2 separate regions of the Urocitellus parryii genome follow, and region 2 is linked to region 1. Evidence: chromatin contacts called from public Hi-C data. All regions are on one chromosome and are shown on one strand. Each heading gives the region's core, a stretch centred on a gene start, on an enhancer-like site or on the middle of the called end of the contact. The rest is flanking DNA. Distances are from core to core; before and after follow the strand shown. Region 1 holds the start of Dph5 (diphthamide biosynthesis 5). Region 2 holds the start of S1pr1 (sphingosine-1-phosphate receptor 1).

The links. Hi-C and Micro-C count contacts between places; a contact is called where the count stands out from the background.
Region 2: a Hi-C map of liver shows a contact between it and region 1, with 4 times the contacts expected there. The contact joins the promoter of S1pr1 here to the promoter of Dph5 in region 1. A contact is called at or near these places in 2 of 2 Hi-C or Micro-C datasets (liver and muscle).

What each region holds. Positions count from the first base shown.
Region 1 is chr11:84,994,315-84,999,602 of mUroPar1.hap1, reverse strand. It overlaps Dph5 (diphthamide biosynthesis 5), which reads left to right and starts at 3,529. Exons shown (of 8, transcript XM_026379683.2): 1 at 3,529-3,704; 2 at 3,871-4,019. The coding sequence starts at 3,885.
Region 2 is chr11:85,211,077-85,216,991 of mUroPar1.hap1, reverse strand. It overlaps S1pr1 (sphingosine-1-phosphate receptor 1), which reads right to left and starts at 1,706. Exons shown (of 2, transcript XM_026379687.2): 1 at 1,385-1,706.

The sequences.
Region 1 (5,288 bases), core at 2,280-4,779:
ATTTGCTATCAGAAAATCTGTATTCTGACTGCTTTCATTATCATTAAAGTAATGTTACAATGTGTTTTTAAAACTAATTGGAAATTGTTTTAAATTAAAAATTTTAAAGCCACACCTAAACTGGTGAAAAAATGATAAAATTCAATCAGCTACATGCCTAGATATGTTTTGTAAATCTGTTACCTAGTTTATCCTTCAAGTAAAATACAATAATATACACATTGTTTGCAACACCCTTAGAAATTCATCAAAAATAATAAGGTTGGTTGATATGTGATAAATACAGTAAACTGTTAACTATAGAACTTAGGAGGTAGCTATGTCATGTTTACTGTAAAGCTGTTTTAACTTTCTTATGTTTGAAAGTTTTCCTAATATTGTTGGAGAAAGTGTTAATCATATTTGAAACCTGTTTTAAATGGCACAGGAGAAAATCCAAATCTACAGCAGAGTTCTGCACAAAATAAGAGGCAAAACTTTGCTGCTTATATTTGTTGAGCTGAGGAGGAACAAGATTGCCAAAAACCCTTTATTTTATCTATTCACCTCCAGAAAGATACACAAAATTTACACTCCTATTGAAAAATGAAGGCAGGTAGAAAGGTAGGTTTGTTGAGAACTCTATAGCCAAAGAAATTTCTTCTGGCTGAATTCTGAAGCATAAAAATAGAAATTTCCTTTGTCTCTAAATAAAGAATGTCTCAAATCCTTGCCTAAACAGAATAACTCCATTTACAGTATAGATTTATTTCCTAAAAGGCAATAAAGCATTCCTTTCTTTGGATTGTTCTTTTTGGTAATGTCCTTTCATAGTAAAACTACTTAAGAATATTCAGACAAAATGTGAAGAACAAACACACAAAGAAATGACCAGCACACTGGAAATAATCTATTCAATGATGGGCACATGAGTTTATGTAGTATCAAAAGCTTTTCACCACAAATGGCTTCCAAAGTGGCAGGGGCAAGGCATGTTTATATGTGATATTCTAGTGATGACATTTTGGTAGTTACTTAGAACCTATTAACCCCTATTTTCCTAAGATAGAAAACAAATTATAACTCAAATAAATTGCTCAGCTACTAGTGGATACACAATGATCAACTTATAAGCAAACATTTATTGAAAACTTTCTACATGCCACATAAGAGAATATGAACGTAGACTGACTTCATGAAAGTGCTGGTTTAGGAAAGAAGAAATACAGATGAACAGTTACAAAAAGACTTAAATTAACTGTTTATGTATAAAGTATAAAGAGGGGACATAACTCGGCTTAGAGGGTTGTAGATCTCTGAGAAGACTTTCTGAACTTAGTCTTAAAAGAATGAGTAGTGGTTACCTACTCAGGAAAGAATAGGAGACAGTATTCCACACCCAGGAAGTAGCATAGAAGCAAAAGTAATAGGTTGTGGGCACTGAGCTATAGGCAGTTCAGTACTGCTAGAGAACAAACTTCTCTCTCCATAGAGAGATGAAGCTAGATAGAGAGGCAGTAACATCACCATTGATGATCCAGTGGGGATGTTAAGGCACCTGAACATTCTCTTGGCTTCACAAGGATTTTTAGAAAGGGAATGACATTTTTAGATTGTATCTTTACAGAACTCCCTGGCCTCTGAGAGAAGGCTGAACGCAAAGGAGACATGATGCCCAGCTAGACGAGTGACAGAGTGAAGACCTGAACCAAGACAGAGAAAGTAGATATGGTTCCTATTGAGACAGACAAAAGTAACAGATTTGGTGACTTCCAAGTATCTAGGTTGGGTGACTGTATGAAGGACAATCCTGCCCCTCCCCTCCCACCAACATATTTAATACCAACAGAAAATCTCAAATAGAAGAGAAGATAATGAATTGCACTTTGGATGTGTTGAATTTGATACACCTCTGGGTTATCTAGGTGAAAATTTCCTGCAAAAAGTTATATACTTGTCAAAGGGAAGAGGCCTGAATGGGAGTTTGAAATTTGAGTTGGCAAAATATTAGGAATAACCTAGAATTACATAAGTAGATTGTCAATTTGGGGGGTTTGTTTTTTGTTGTTGTTGTTTTATCATTCTTATAGGTGTGTAGTGGTATCTCATTGTGATTTAAATTTTTATTTTCCTTAAGTCTGATGTTTACCTTCTTTTACAATGATTTTCTTCTATTCACATATCTTTCTTGGCTTCAATCTTTTTTCTTGGTTTTCAATCTTTTCCCACGTTTTTAAGTTAAACTGTATTTTTAATATTATGAGAGTTCTTTACACAAGTCCGTTATCAGATCTATGCTCTGCAAATGTTTTCTCAGTGTGTAGCTTCATGGCATCTTTTGAAGCACATTTTCAGTTTTTATTTTGTTTTCTTTTCTGCATAGTGCTTTTGATGTCATACTTAAGTCTTTACCCACCTGAGCGTGGTAGCGTGTGCCAGTAAGACCAGTGAAATACTGGCAACTCAGGAGGCTAAGGCAGAAGGATTACAAATTCAAGGCCAGCTTCAGGAGCGAGACCCTCTCTCAAAATCTCAAAATAAAAAGTAAACGAACTGGAGATGTTGCTCAGAGGTAAAGGCCCCCTTGGGTTCAACACCCAGTAGCTCCCCCCCATTTTTTTTTTGTAGTAATGTAATATGGTGTGAGAAATAAATTAATGTAATGAAAGCAGACAGAATTAGGAAGAGTGTATATAGCATGAGAAGTATAAAGGGTGGGTTGAACTCAATACAAAAAGGCACAGGGCTCTTTGGAAGAAACACAAGGAAAATTCCTAACAACCAATAAATACTGTCTACCAAAATAAGCAATGAAAACTATATTTTTTTAACTTAAGATGGCTAGTGAATTTAGGGACAACCTTTTTATTCACAGCAAACCGATACCGGAACTATATCTAATCAACCTCTTTACAAGAATTCCCCCTGTGCAAGCACTTGAGATGAGCTCTGAAATCCCTAAGAACTCTTAAAGGTCATTTCTCTAGGTACAGAAGAGTCCGGGATTCCCGACACTTTCGATGACTAAGCCAGATCCTTGGGGGATTCCAGCCTCAGTTCTTGGGGAGTCACTGCCCCTCTGGGAAAACCAAGACTGCACTCACCGCCGGGTTTGCCACTCTGACACCGCGCCTGCAGGCAGCGGCTTCAACTACCGACCCAGAGGGCGGGGATTAAAATACCAGCGCTGGGGTAAACCCGGGGCAATTGAGGGGAGTCCCTCTCGTCCGCCAGCCCGCGCGAGGAAGGCGAAGCAGAGGCGCAGGGCGGGGACCCGCAGCCCAACTCGGGTCGAGCTCCTCGTGTGCAAAGATCCGCCGCACTTACCCCGGACCAGAAAGGGGATGTTTAAGTCACTGATTCGGAGCAGCGTGTGTACGCGGGTTTTTTCCCCCAGAATTAGGCTGGGGGCGTTCGACCGACTGCCCCCGCCCAGTGACCTTTAGCCTTCCAACCGCAACAGCCCGCGAATCTCCAGCATTGGAGTCCGGGTCGGGTGCCCGGCTACCGCGAGCTGGCTCTCCCACGCCTCCCGGCTAGTCGTAAAGTGCAGCAAAAGGCGCCTGCGTTTTGCGGCACCGTAGGTGAGGCCGGCAGCGTGGGACTTGGCTCAGCGCGCTCTGCCGCGTCCGAGCTGCTTCACCGGGAAGGCCAGCTGCAATTAGGACTTGGTGGAGCACAGGGGACCAGCTAGCATTCTCTCATCGGGTAATTGGACCCAACTGGTGAGATTGTTTAAAACACGGCTCCAGTCCTTACTTGTGACTCGAGAATCTCAAACCTCATTCGTGCCTTGTCGCTCTTCGGGAGCTACTCTGTTGTTCTGTTGCCATCACGAGACTTCAGGTTTCCTCAGGATAGCTGATATTGCTTTTCTTGTTTGTCCTGCAGTCACCCAGTTCGAAATGCTTTACCTGATCGGCTTGGGCCTGGGAGATGCCAAGGACATCACAGTGAAGGGCCTGGAAGTTGTAAGACGCTGCAGTCGAGTGTATCTGGAAGCCTACACCTCAGTCCTGACTGTAGGGAAGGAATCCCTGGTAGGTGATTTAGGCTCCCGTCTCAAGAAAAGAAAACTACCTGACGTCTGACTTTGATAAACTAGGCTGAATAGAATGTCTGCTGCTTGTTTAAAATGTATCTCCTATTCATTAAGGAGCTGAGAAGTACAAGAAAGAAAGAAAATCATACACCAACTTGAAAAATCGAACAGTGGTTTCGCTACTATAAAGAAAAGTCTCATATTGTGGTTTTCTCCAGCAAATAAAGGAACATTATTTTACACTCCTGGGGGAATAGTTATCAAAATCCCTTATTTCATGAGATAGCCAAGAAATCCTTTCTGAGTTGAGTGTTAATGAGGTGCTGACACCTTAATGAGTTGGTTATATATTCAGAAACCAAGCTGAAAGCCTATCCCTTTGAAGTGTTTCCACAGGGAATGTTGATCGCCTGTCTGTAACATTCAAAGAGATCTTACCTTCAAGTAGACATTTCCCAGTAAAGCTTACACGTATATATTAAGTGATCCTGGGACTAAATAACCAGAGAATTTGTTAGTGTAATTATACATTTATCTAGTTCTCTTTAAGGGCTCATTGTCAAACTCCAAGTAGGGTATGAGTTAAGCTCAAAAGACTTTTAGCCATATCACAAAATTTCTTCTGGTATGTGCTCCATATTCTTCTCCAGGTTCTCAGTTCACATTCTTCCCTGAACACCTTGCCTATACACAACTTCATCTACCATAAGTGACTCATTTCTAGACTAAAGTAAATTAGTATAAATTTATTTATACTAAGGTATAAATAAATTCATACCTTTATATTACCCAGTAAAATCTCAGAGTCACTTTTATGTCAACTACTTTTTTTCTTTTTCTTCTTCCCTTCATTTCTATCTTTTCTCTTTAAAACATTGATTTTTTAGAGATTTGTATGTACTTAACATACCTATACATACAATCTGGTCTCGACTACAGATAACTATTACACAGTGAGAAAAAATATAGAAAATTTTATCTGTTTTCTACAATGAAATGTTTTCCTTTATCATACTCTAACATAATATTTTTAAAAAGGAACCACCACATCATTGCTAAAGAAATCTGAATTTATGTGCTCTTAATAATGATTAGATTTTAAAGGAAATGGTTTTTAAACCATATCTAGATGGAGTTAGGTCTTGGAACAAGAGCCTCATCCCTCAAGTCATTTTGGCAATTTTCAAATTGCCAAAAAGGTAGTATTATTTATATGTTCTCTGGTCAAAAGATAATTGATCTAGATATAGTAAGTCTAAGAAATAAT
Region 2 (5,915 bases), core at 457-2,956, 220 kb before region 1:
GTCTCCCTATGTTCACATACACTCAAACTGAGATAGGAAACCTGGAGAAGGGTGCCCAGTAACTCCATTCCCGCCCCGCTAGCTCTCTCCCCCTCCAGCCTTTCAACCCCTGATACCCCAGGATTCTCTGAAATAGTCATCAGCTCATCTGCGTGCTCACACCAACAGCCCATAATCTCTACTCAAAGAGACTCAACTGGCAAACCTAAGGGCAGAAACCCACACCTGGGTCCCCTCACTCCACCCCACCCCGCCCCACCCCCAACTCGAAGAGATGAGCACCACCTCCTAATTGCCATGCAAGAAAGTAGCTTTGAACGAAAATTATTTGACAGCGTAAGTCATTTTCTGGGCTCTATTAATAACCGTCTAGGAGCAGGTGTGCTGAGGGTCCGAGGGCGTAGTGAGGTGTGGGCCGCCAGGCGCGCCCCAGCCCTGCGGTAAACAGGAAAGCTCAGCGCCTCCGTGAAGCAACTGCCTATTGTTTCTTCTCCCCCTCCCCCCAACCCCCGGCAAGCCTGGTGCAAGTAAATGTGAAGGTATTCAGTAAAAACCATTCATAAGAGATTGCAGTAAATCCCAGAAGTTTCATACGTTGATTGCATAAGCATTTTTAGTTCAGTCAACACAGGCACACACACAAACGAGAAGTTATACCACTAATGACAATACATGCTGCCACATTTCTAATTTCAGGGGGCAAAGCTACTCAGAAACAGGCATTATGATGTGCATTGCAAAACTGGCATGGCCAGTTGTAGTTAGTGCCATCCCCACAAAGCGCTGCCTCCTCTCATAGAACTAGAAAGTGTGAAGGAACGGCACAGGCACAAAGCATTAGTCTGAACAGGTCTACTTTTAAGTTGTTTAAATGTTTCAAAGTAATGCAGCATTCTGATTTTTTTTTTTTTTTTTAAGTGGAGTAATAGAGGCAGGAGCAACTTCCCGGTCAGCACAGGCTGCCCGCGTTTGCCCCATCCTAACTCTATACCTTGCTGGGAAGCAGTGCAAGTTTAAACCATTACCCCTGTTCCCCCAAATTCTTCGTCTATAAGATTTCTAAAAATAATCGTCTTCTCTCCTTCTTCTGAAGAACCGCAACTTCCATCCCCCTCCCCCACCAGTCAGTTCTACATTTAGGGATTAATCCTTTTCCAAACTCCGTAAATCACCGGTGCTCCAAGAACAATCCGATCGAGTTGGGCTCCACAGCAGCCCAAGAGACAAATACTTTCAGAGCCCAGAGATGGATGTTTTCAAAGTTTTTGTCCGTTTCGTTCAAGCTTAAAAAATTCGTTTCTGGCACGTAGGCCCTCGGGCAGCAGTAAGTCTCCGCGCTCCCAGCCACCGCTGGCCAGAGCCCGGACGGTTCCTAGCCCCCTACCTCGCTCAGGCAGGACGAAGTTGCGTTAGGAAAGCTCCGGGTCTGCACCGCGCACTCCGCATCTTGCTGCTGCCCCCGACTGACTGCACTCTGCTTTCGCAAAGTTACTGGAGTCCGGGACCCTCCCTCCGCAGCCGTGCACTCCAATGGCCAGCCCCGCTCGCTGCTGCCCGCGCCAGTCTGCAAGGCAAAGTCGCCGAGCGCCACGCTGAGGCAGGGTGGCTTCCTTTAGGAGGAGATTGGGAGGGGTTAATGCCTTAACTCTTCACGCCCTCTCAGGGCTGGGGGCCCCCGGATCTGGGCTGCTGGGACACACCGTCCTGGAAAGATCTGGGGGGGAAAGCAAATAATGAAATAATAAAGAACCCTTCCCCCGGCTTTCCCAAGCAGCGAATCCACCCCGCACCCCCCAACACACACACACACGGTGGGGGCGGGGGAAAGAAGGGGCGGAGCCTAGTATCCCCTAAATTCTAAAGTAGAAGTCCTGTGCCTCGGCAGCCATCCTCCACTCCCAGACGATGCAGAGGGCTCATTCAAGCCCACGGAAAAGAGGAGGGGGGAACCTTTTGGAAACTTTTCTCCCCACAAGACAGTAGGGGCAGAAGACGACCCGGCGTTTCATAGTGCACCTCCCTGGTCCCTAGCCTTGCAGCTCTTGGCTGATCCCAGTGTCCCTAGTTGTCGCCGGCAGCCCCTGAGGCCACTTCCGCGCTGGCAGGGGAAACCGAAGCCGCTGCCCAGCGAGTCTCAGTCGCGCTGTGGGGAACAGAGGCTGGGAAGGAACTTTGAGAGGTATGGAGGGGGCTAGAAGCCGAAAAGGGAGAGTGGACCGGAATGATCGGGTCCTCTCCCCTACCCCTCCAGCCCTGATCCCGGTAAGGCCTAGAAACTTTCTGTCTTGAGGGGCAGAAAGTGGTTTCCCCCCCTCCCCCGTTCATAGTGAAATGGGCCAGCATCGGGGTTGGTGTTGGGCGGGGGTTCCCCTCGTTCAACTGGGCACAAAGTCAGGCGGTGTGTCCCAGATTCAGGCCAACAGTGAGGCCTTTGAGGAGGTGGGCTGCTGGCCGCTCTTGAAAGATTTAGAAAATTGGGGAGGCTCTGAAATTCCCAAAGGGGAAGAGCCTCCTGGCCCAGCACAACTGAAGCACCCACAGTTGCCCAGCTAACCGCGGGTGCCCTTCTCTCTCTCTTTGGGAGACAAACCCCAAAGCCCTGACTCTCAATATTTGCACCTCTCCCCCCACCCCCCCTTTTTTTTCTTAGACAGTACTTAAGAACGTGCATCTGAGAGTTGGCATTTCATCACATTTGCCTGACTGGCAAGCTCAGGGCACTTCTGCCCTGGCTTACTGCTATTGCTTTTTGTTTATTGCAGTACTAGGGGTTGAGCCCAGGGGCGTTTCTACCATGGAGCTATAACTCAGCCATTTGTATTTTGAGATAGATTTTCACTGTGTTGTTCAGGCTGGTCTCGAACTTGGTGATCCTCCTGCCTCCCTAGAATCTAGGGTTACAGGCTGTGCTACCAGGACTCTCTGCCCTGCCCTAAAAGAAAAGAGGTTTCTACCCAGTCCCTGCTCACATTGCTTTCCCATCCTAGCAGATGTGAACTCAAAACTTCCTCCACAGTGCAGTTTCAATTGACAGACACACCCTGTACCTGAATGACTCAGAGGAGGCTTAATGAATAAACAACAGACCCCTGGCTTCTGGGATTTTATGAGTCTGTTTAAAAAAAAAAAAAAGTGACAGTTAATTCACAATCACCTTAAAATCTACATCAGCAACAGCACTCAACCCATAGCCACAAATTCAGCAGTATGAACACAAAACATGGAAATTAAGATAATAGAACTCCAGACTCCAGAATAGACTGAATGGGTATAAAGACTTATTCCATTTGAAAGGGGAGAGATGTTGTGTCTTTCCAGCCAATAAAAGTGAAGAATTAGAGATCTCTCCCACACTCTGGCTGAGTTCTTTAAAGGGAAAAGAATTATAGTGAGTTGTGCACCTGGACAGTAGCAATCATGTGCTATTCTGACACTACTGCTCTGTGAAGCAAGCATGGCTGGCTATTTTTTCCATAAGGAAATGCCATTCAGCTTAAGCTAATTGTAGATTTCTTAATTAGGGAGTATTAGAACTGGGTTCCAAAACTTACCTACCACAGATCTCTGGTCTCCTAGTACAATATCACAGTCAATAAACAATTAAGGAACTGAAGTATGTATGTTATTAAAGAGAAGTAGTTCTCTTTATTCAAAGTCTTAAACTTGCATTCATGTCTGATTATGAAAATTATATAAAAGAATACTACAATATATCCTCTTAAAACCAGTTAGTTTTACTGTGTATGTATATAAAATGTAGGGCTGTGGGTGTAGCTCAGGGGTAGACTGCTTGCCTAGTACACTCAAGATCCATATTCCATCCCCAGCGCTTGATTGACTTCAAACCTTTCATTGCTAGCCTTCGATATATAATGAAAAGTTGTACTTTTAGTATTTGTGTACTTGTGCTATACATGTTAAGTCATTTGGTCCTTACAGTTTAATTCCTACAAGTTAGGTAGTATTATTATCCTAATCTTACAAACATGGAAACTGAGTCCCAGACTCAGTTTTAAGCATGTTGGTTAATGTGGGATATAACTGTAGACAGGCTGCAGACTCTTAACCGCTACTCCAAACCACCAAGATAAACCTCAAACGTGAAAGAATTACGTGGGGGAAATCAGTCCCTTTTGTTGTGAATACCATTGGTGAGGTCAACATTCAAAACCAGTCCAACGTTTTAAAGAGCTAATGATTTTTTGTAATCTTTTGCTAATGATTATTTAGTAGTATTCATCCTTAGTACATATCTAGGAGATATAAAATGTAGATGGCCACTCAGGCAAAATTAGGAAGCAGGTAAAACTATTTCCAGGGATGGTGTCTCTTTCAATTCTAGGTTTCTATACACCTCTCCCCAGTTAGGGAATAGTAGAACTGGGTTCCAAAACTTACCTACCACAGATCTCTACCACAATCTCTCTCAGATTGGTCTCCTAGCTTAATATCACAGTCAATAAGCAATTAAGGAATTGAAATATGTATGGTGAAATATGAGAGCCCCTAATAACTGCATACTTGAGCTATCTCCTAGACACTAGTCTGGAAGTCAAGCCTTATGAGTCTACCTTATTTCTCTTCATACAAGGTTACATCTGATGCCTGGTTTACATTAAGATCACTCCATTTCAAATTTCTGATTCCAAAGCAACTTTGATATTCTTTATGTTCGTTTTGGCGTTTCTCTTTAAGGGTTGTCAGATAAAATAACATGCAATTTGGGGGGCATAAACTTAAAATTTTTTCTTTAGCCTGAAGTTCAAGTGTAACTGAGTAGGTTGTATTTTCATTCCCTAGACCTGGCAACTCTACTCTTTCCTAATTGTTCCAGTCACTTTGCAACTCCCTACCTCAATCCCAGTAAAGATCCAATCCTTCCCTTACTCGTTTACTCAGTTATCCACAGGAAAATAACCAGATCCCTACTTCATGGAGAAAGCACTATGAAACACCTCCACTTCCCTTCCCTCCAAGTTTCATCTTAATAACTTCACCCAGCCTTACCTCCTTCCCACATATTTCAGAAGTCAAAGGATTTGTTCTTTATTTTTTAATTTTTTTTTGTTTATGGGTGTTGATTTTATTTTTTTTATTGTTGGTTGTTCAAAACATTACATAGTTCTTGATATATCATATTTCACACTTTGATTCAAGTGGGTTATGAACTCCCATTTTTACCCCATATACAGATTGCAGAATCACATCAGTTACACTTCCATTGATTTACATATTGCCATACTCCTGTCTGTTGTATTCTGCTGCCTTTCCTATCCTCTACTATCCCCCCCTCTCCTCCCCTCCCCTCCCATCTTCTCTCTCTACCCCCTCTACTGTAATTCATTTCTCCCCCTTGTATTATTTTTCCCTTTCCCCTCACTTCCTCTTGTATGTAATTTTGTATAACTCTGAGGGTCTCCTTCCATTTCCATGCAATTTCCCTTCTCTCTCCCTTTCCCTCCCACCTCTCATCCCTGTTTAATGTTAATCTTCTTCTCATGCTCTTTGTCCCTACTCTGTTCTTAGTTACTCTCCTTATATCAAAGAAGACATTTGGCATTTGTTTTTTAGGATTGGCTAGCTTCACTTAGCATAATCTGCTCTAATGCCATCCATTTCCCTCCAAATTCTATGATTTTGTCATTTTTTAATGCAGAGTAATACTCCATTGTGTATAAATGTCACATTTTTTTAATCCATTCGTCTATTGAAGGGCATCTAGGTTGCTTCCACAGTCTTGCTATTGTGAATTGTGCTGCTATGAACATCGATGTAGCAGTGTCCCTGTAGCATGCTCTTTTTAGGTCTTTAGGGAATAGACCGAGAAGGGGAATAGCTGGGTCAAATGGTGGTTTCATTCCCAGCTTTCCAAGAAATCTCCATACCGCTTTCCAAATTGGCTGTACCAATTTGCA